Linked DNA regions of Mus musculus: region 1 is linked to region 2. The links are chromatin contacts, called in public promoter capture Hi-C maps. All regions are on one chromosome and are shown on one strand. Each heading gives the region's core, a stretch centred on a gene start, on an enhancer-like site or on the middle of the called end of the contact. The rest is flanking DNA. Distances are from core to core; before and after follow the strand shown. Region 1 has its middle 31 kb from the start of Tnfaip8l3. Region 2 has its middle 16 kb from the start of Slc35f2.

Region 1 (3,408 bases), core at 70-2,569, 340 kb after region 2:
ATTGTTAATGATAATTTAGAAAGGCAAGTTAAAGATCAGTCACCTATAAACAATCAAACTTGTATTCAGATTAGGCACTGGCTTAGTTAATTACAGAAATAAGCTTTCTTTAGCCTCCTATAAATGCTTTCAAAGTTATACATCAGGTAAGTACCTAGAGCAAGCAACATTTGTCTATTTAGACATACTTTAGATACATGGGTTATCCTGAAATACTTCAGAGATCCCAAGAATATAGCATTTAAGATGTTTTGATAATAAAAAGGCTTTTTGTGACAGAGAGCAGCTCCTGGTAGCACCCTCATTCTCCTCCAAAAATGATGAGGACCAAAGAACCTCCACCTAGAGTTTTCTTCAAGTGTGGCAAAGCTAGACCCTGGGCTATACACTGTCCTGTGCCTTGACTGCTGACAGCACACTGTCCAAACTGTGGGCAAGTAGGACATTGGAAAATCAAGTTCTGTACTTTGCCAAGATAAGGAAGGACAGTCCTTCAAAATTCCTGCTGCACAGGGAAGTCTGTCAGATCTTCTGGGTCTGGTGGCTGAAGATGGATGCCCCAGCAACATAGGGTAACCTTGGGTGACTGTTTGTGTAGCCAGTAGTCTCTGTCATTATTATAGACTGGAAGATGCTTGCTCTGTGCTTCCTGTTTATGCAGATAAAATTTATCCTTCTCAGGTCTCTGATGGGGTTGAATACTAGTCATGGTTTTACAGTTTTCCTTGTTTTCAGATTCAAAAAGAAGAGATATGAAGAGATATAAAGTGTGTAAGATTAAAGACATAAAAGCTTAAGTTGTTCAGGGTCTAAGGAAGTATTTTAGGGTCTAAGAAGATCTTTGAAGGTTGGTAAATGCAAGTTATGAAGGTTAGAGGATATGAAACTTGAAGCAGTGATAAGAAAGTGATTTAGATATAGAACTTTGGACTCACTAAGATAGGATAGATACTGAGTTCCTTCTCCAAGCTTACCAAAAACAAATGAACTGGGCATTATGAATATAATTCTTATCTTAGTGTTCCCATAATTGTTCTTATTGTGACTAATTTATTGATATTAGAGGTAAAGTCATTTCTCAGACTAAAAGGGGGAGATGTTGGGGTGACCTTCTTTGTATAAAGATATGTCCTTGTATTTTTCAGTTGTTGACTGCTGTCCCAGCACAAAGCTAAGTTCTAGCAGGATTTTGGTGGTATTGTCATTGCTATGGCCCATCACTGGTTTTCTGCATGTAAATGCTTGTCCTTCCTCACCTGCCCAGAAGATGAAGGTCAGGCAACCCAAGGGATAGACCTGGTGTTGTCTTTCCACTGATTGGTTCAAACTGGAATGTGTCTTTTGTGTAATAAAGAGCTAGTGGTCCAGGGCTGGGGCAGAAAGTATTGGAGTGTGACTTCTGGAGAGAGAGAGAGAGAGAGAGAGAGAGAGAGAGAGAGAGAGAGAGAGAGAGAGAGAAGCAGAAGGGAGAGGGAATGGAGCTGTAAGCAGGCAGTAAGAACTGTGTGGGGAGATGTTATATAAGCCAAGGTTAAGTTAGATAGCTAGCTGAGAGAGTGCCCCAACAAAATGCCAATACTATACAGAAGTCTCTTCGTCTTCATTAAACCACAAGCAGGATCTGAGAAAGCCCTGCAATAAAAGATTGTTGAATAATTCAGGTGATATTCGGAGTGAAAAATGCTGGACGTAAATGATGGATAAAACCACAGTAGAACTGTATAGGTTAAAAAAATAAGAAAATAAATAACAGCAGAATAACTGTGTACAGCTCCTTTGAGAAAGGTCTGGGGAGAAGGCAGTGCAAATTCATGATAATAAAGTTGTATGACAAGCATGGCGGTAAATGTCACACCAGAAAACTAAAAGAAAAATTCAGAAAACATAATACAAGCACAAAATCCAGAAGCAAAATCTTGGCAAAAAACCTCAAACACAAAGCCTAGTGAAAATTCTTGGTAGAAAATGCTGTATGAAAATGTCAGACCAAAAACTCAGGGGAAAAAAAAATCAGGGCAAAATACAGGCACAAATCCCAGGACCAAATCCTAAAAGAAAAATCAAGACACAGAGGTGGGTAAAATATTTCTGGTAAAAATAATGAGAGAAAATACTTGAAGAATCAGGTGGGTCAATAGTCCAGCAGTGTCAGGCAAAAAAATTACAAACAAACAAACAAACATCCTGGGAGCATAATCTGGGTTAAATAAAAACAAAAAGAAAAACAGCATAAACCCAGGGTGGAACTTTTGGGATACTTTTTGAATAAAGAGCTGAGCCAAGAGGCGGGGCCCAAGATCCAGGTAAAAATTTCAGGAAAAAACCCAGGGTACAAACGTTGCGAGCAAAGACAAGGCAAAACCGCAGGCTTAACTTGACCTATTGTTCCTTACCCGACAAGACAACTTGTTGAACTTGGTCACGGAGCCTCATGGACTTTGGGGATCCCTTATCCTCTTTGCCTCTAGATCCAACCTATCAGCTTAAAGGTCAGACAGAGCTACTTTGTCCAGGAAGCCTATATGTTGCAAACGTTGTGAATGTTACAAATGCGCCTGTTCATTGTTTTCCCTGTATAAAACCGGGTTCTGAGGGCATCACCGTCTTTGAATCCAGCATCCTGGCTGCATCCGTGATTAATCAGTTTTGGAGTGTGCGTTCAATAAACCATCAATACCTGACTGGGGAAAAAAATAATCCTGGTAAAAATATTGAGTTAAAAGGTAGGCGGGAATCCGTGCGGAAATCCATGTCTAAGTACGGGTAAAACCACAGCACAAAAGCTGAGGGCACAATCTTGGAAAAGAAGTCAAGCACAACACCCACTTAAAAAATGCTTGTAAAGATGTGGTGTGAAAAGGTTTGGTGAAATTATCAGAACAAAAATCCAGGCCACAAACACAGTCATGAGAGCCGGGAGCCAAGGCGAGGCAAATAATCTGGGCACCAAGACTGAAGAAATACCACGGGGCAAATGCAGACCGACAATTCAGGGCATAACTTTCTGACCAGAATCCAACAGAAAAATCTGGGCAAAATATATAGGAATAATCTTTTTTTGCAAATTCTAATCAAAAGACACTAAAGAAAGCAGGGTGATATATCCTGGGGAAATGCTAAATACCGAGGGGGAAAGTATTGGTCCCAAAATTCAGGCAATAAAGCAATGCAAAAAATTTGTCTGCAAAATCTGGGAGGAAATCTTTGCAAAAAGTACTGCACAATGGGAGGAACGTCCTGGTAATTATGTCAGGTGAACATGCTGGGCAAAAAAGTCATAAATCCAGGAGAAAAATACAGAAGAAATAGAAATGATCAAAGGAGATCTGGGCAAAGAACTGATGTGGCAACCACTGGTAACAATACCACATGAACACAACATTCAAAAATGTTGGGACAGAAATCCAA
Region 2 (3,086 bases), core at 384-2,883:
AGATACTGGCGAGGATGTGGAGAAAGAGGAACACTCTTCCATTGCTGCTGGGACTGCAAGCTGGTACAACCACTCTGGAAATCAGTCTGGAGGTTCCTCAGAAAATTGGACATAGTTCTACCAGAAGATGCAGCAATACCTCTCCTGGGCATACACCCAGAAGATGCCCCACCATGTAATAAGGACACATTCTCAATTTCTAATAATCAACTCTTTACTTCAGAGGTGTGGAGGGGGGGGGGCTTTGTGGAACCTGTCATTATGTGTCGGGCTTATTCCACATAACATAATTACCTCCAGATCTATTCATGTTGCTGCAAATAACAGAACTTCATTTTTCTCTAGTGCTAGAAGAGAACTTGACTGTGGCTATGCAACTCATTTCTTCTGTCTATCCATCCGTTGACAGATACGTGGATTGTCTGGCTGTTATGAATTGTGCTGTATTAACACAGAAATATGAATGTCTCTTTGACATACTGATTGTATTTCTTCTAAATATTTCCTGTAATTGGTCACTGGGTCATTTAGAAGTCCTCTTTAATTTTGGAGGAACATCTCTGGCATTTGCCATAATGACTGTGCTTCTTTACATTCCAAGCCAGGGTGTGTAGGAATTCCTTGTCTTCACATCCTCCCTGACTGTTGTTGTCTTTAGACTTTCCAAAAGTTGCTCTTCTTACTAGGGTGAGGGAGTATCTTACTGTGACTTCTATTCACATTTCCCTGATGACTAGCAATGTCAGTTCTTCTCCTACACTTGTTCCAGTTTGAATGCACCCTCTTGGAAAATGCCTAATTAGATCCACTGCCAACCTTTAAATGGAATTACTTGGCTTCTTGGTTCCTGAGCTTTCGAAATGCATTCTGTGCCCTGGGAGTCAGGGGTCTGCTTTACATCTGCTCTCTTGCATCTTGTGGGCTGTCTCTGGATCCTGTTGCTTTTCTCTGTGTTTTTGGCAGGAACTTTTAGTTCGCTGCAATCCCGTTTGTTTATTTTTAGTTTCTTTTGTTTTGGGGTCTTGTGAAAAAAAAATCCATCCCATTTCACTGCTGTGAAGCATTACACCTATTATGTTTTTCTTATAATAAGAACATACGTTTCTTATTTCAGGTTTTACACTTAAATCTTCAAGGTATTTTTGAGTTGATTTTTGTACCTGGTGAGAGATAGGCATCTGATTTCGTTCTCTATCTAGTGGATAGCTGATATTCTTCAAACCATCTATCGATAGATGGCCATTTCTACAGTGCATGTTCTTGCATTGTTGTCTTCTGCTGGTTTGTTTCCTGCAACAGGGTCTCTGAAGAGCCAAATACAGGCAACCGTGGCCTGGGAACAGCCTTAGGCATTCCCCAATACAGTGTTCCAATACAGTAGCAAACTGGTGCAGCCACTATGGAAGTCAGAATGGAGAATTCTAAAGAGCTACAAATAGATCTACTATGACTTAGCTCTATCACTCCTTGGCAATATGTCCAAAGTACTTAACATCATACTCCACAAATGTTTGCTCAATCATGTCCTGTAGTCTCCCCTCTCCCAGCCTGAAACCTGCTTGCTCAGGGGTGGAGCTTTCTGCTCATTCGTTCTGCCACGCCCACTGCTGGAACCTGCGGAGCCACACACGTGCACCTTTCTACTGGACCAGAGATTATTCGGCGGGAATCGGGTCTCCTCTCCCATCCTTTATAACTAGTGTCGCAACAATAAAATTTGAGCCTTGATCAGAGTAACTGTCTTGGCTACATTCTTTTCTCCCAAAAGGTACCGAGAGCCACGGGTGTGGGTCTTATCAGTACCCACGGGAGGAATCGGGTCCATGTCCACCCAAGCCAAGGTTAAAAGCCCACTCATCTACGGATGAGAAAATCATTTGATCACCTCAGTTAAGCGTTGCCTTATTTAACTTAATTAATAGGGGGGAGAGAGATTGGAGACGTACTATTGAAAGGGCAAGCCCTTCACTGCCTCTGCCTCCCACCCAAATAAAAAAGCCAATTGGCTTTGTACTACAAGAGCCGGTCGAACTCCTTCTCCCTGTTTCCCACCTATCATCCAAACATGCGGAGGAATATCAACTTAGTGTTATTCTTATTATAGTGTATTTCACATTTGTTCAGTCAAACTTAGCCAGAGTTCCAACGCCCTACTTAAAATTCAACTAGAAAGTTACCTACCAAGTACTAATTAGCATTATAAAGTCAGAGCCTACAGCTCCAGGCTTTTCAGTTAGTTGTTTACTAAGAAAGGTCACTCTTAGCCAGATACAGTTTACCATAAGAAAAGTTAAGGAATCCCAGGAAAGCAAGTTTTTTCTTTAGCCCTAGATTCCAGGCAGAACTATTGAGCATAGATAATTTTTCCCCCCTCAGGCCAGCTTTTTCTTTTTTTAAATTTTGTTAATAAAAGGGAGGAGATGTAGTCTCCCCTCCCCCAGCCTGAAACCTGCTTGCTCAGGGGTGGAGCTTCCTGCTCATTCGTTCTGCCACGCCCACTGCTGGAACCTGCGGAGCCACACACGTGCACCTTTCTACTGGACCAGAGATTATTCGGCGGGAATCGGGTCCCCTCCCCCTTCCTTCATAACTAGTGTCGCAACAATAAAATTTGAGCCTTGATCAGAGTAACTGTCTTGGCTACATTCTTTTCTCTCGCCACCTCTTCTCTAGCCCCTCTTCTCTTCCAGGTTTCCAAAATGCCTTTCCAGGCTAGAACCCAGGTTGTGGTCTGCTGGCCGGACACAACAATGTCCATTTGCTGTCTATGAACAAAAGGTAGGAAATAGGAAAAAAAAACCTAAATGTCCTACAATCAATAGATGGATAATGAAAATACGATATATGCACACTATAGAATACTGTTTAGCAGAAAAGAAAAATGAAATCATGCAGGTGAATGGTTAGAAGTAGAAAAGATTATATTGATTGAGGTAACTGAGACCCAGAAAGACAAACATGCTCTCTCCCATTGGAGGCTCTTGGCTCCAAATCATCAGATGTGAGCACACAGCCTGCAGTTACTACAGAAGGCAGGAGAGTAAAATGGGACCCTTGCCAGGAGAGGGGCATGGAGAGTAATGGAG

The links. Promoter capture Hi-C pulls out the DNA fragments that hold promoters and counts their contacts.
Region 1: a contact with region 2 is called in a promoter capture Hi-C map of embryonic stem cells, with 4 times the contacts expected there. The contact joins two enhancer-like sites. A contact is called at or near these places in 9 of 39 promoter capture datasets (cranial neural crest, embryonic stem cells, hippocampal neurons and 5 more), 3 of 484 Hi-C or Micro-C datasets (all in embryonic stem cells), 1 of 115 datasets of contacts at active chromatin or transcription factors (embryonic stem cells) and 1 of 9 other capture datasets (embryonic stem cells).

The regions. Positions count from the first base shown.
Region 1 is chr9:54,097,567-54,100,974 of GRCm38.p6, forward strand. No RefSeq gene overlaps it. Among named protein-coding and RNA genes, the nearest start is that of Tnfaip8l3, 31 kb to the left of the region's middle. Within about 2 kb of position 1,320, at least 6 of the 459 cell types and tissues checked have an H3K27ac peak or open chromatin away from gene starts, as enhancers often do. A contact at or near this core is called in embryonic stem cells, where this site is marked.
Region 2 is chr9:53,754,363-53,757,448 of GRCm38.p6, forward strand. No RefSeq gene overlaps it. Among named protein-coding and RNA genes, the nearest start is that of Slc35f2, 16 kb to the right of the region's middle. Within about 2 kb of position 1,634, at least 11 of the 459 cell types and tissues checked have an H3K27ac peak or open chromatin away from gene starts, as enhancers often do. A contact at or near this core is called in embryonic stem cells, where this site is marked.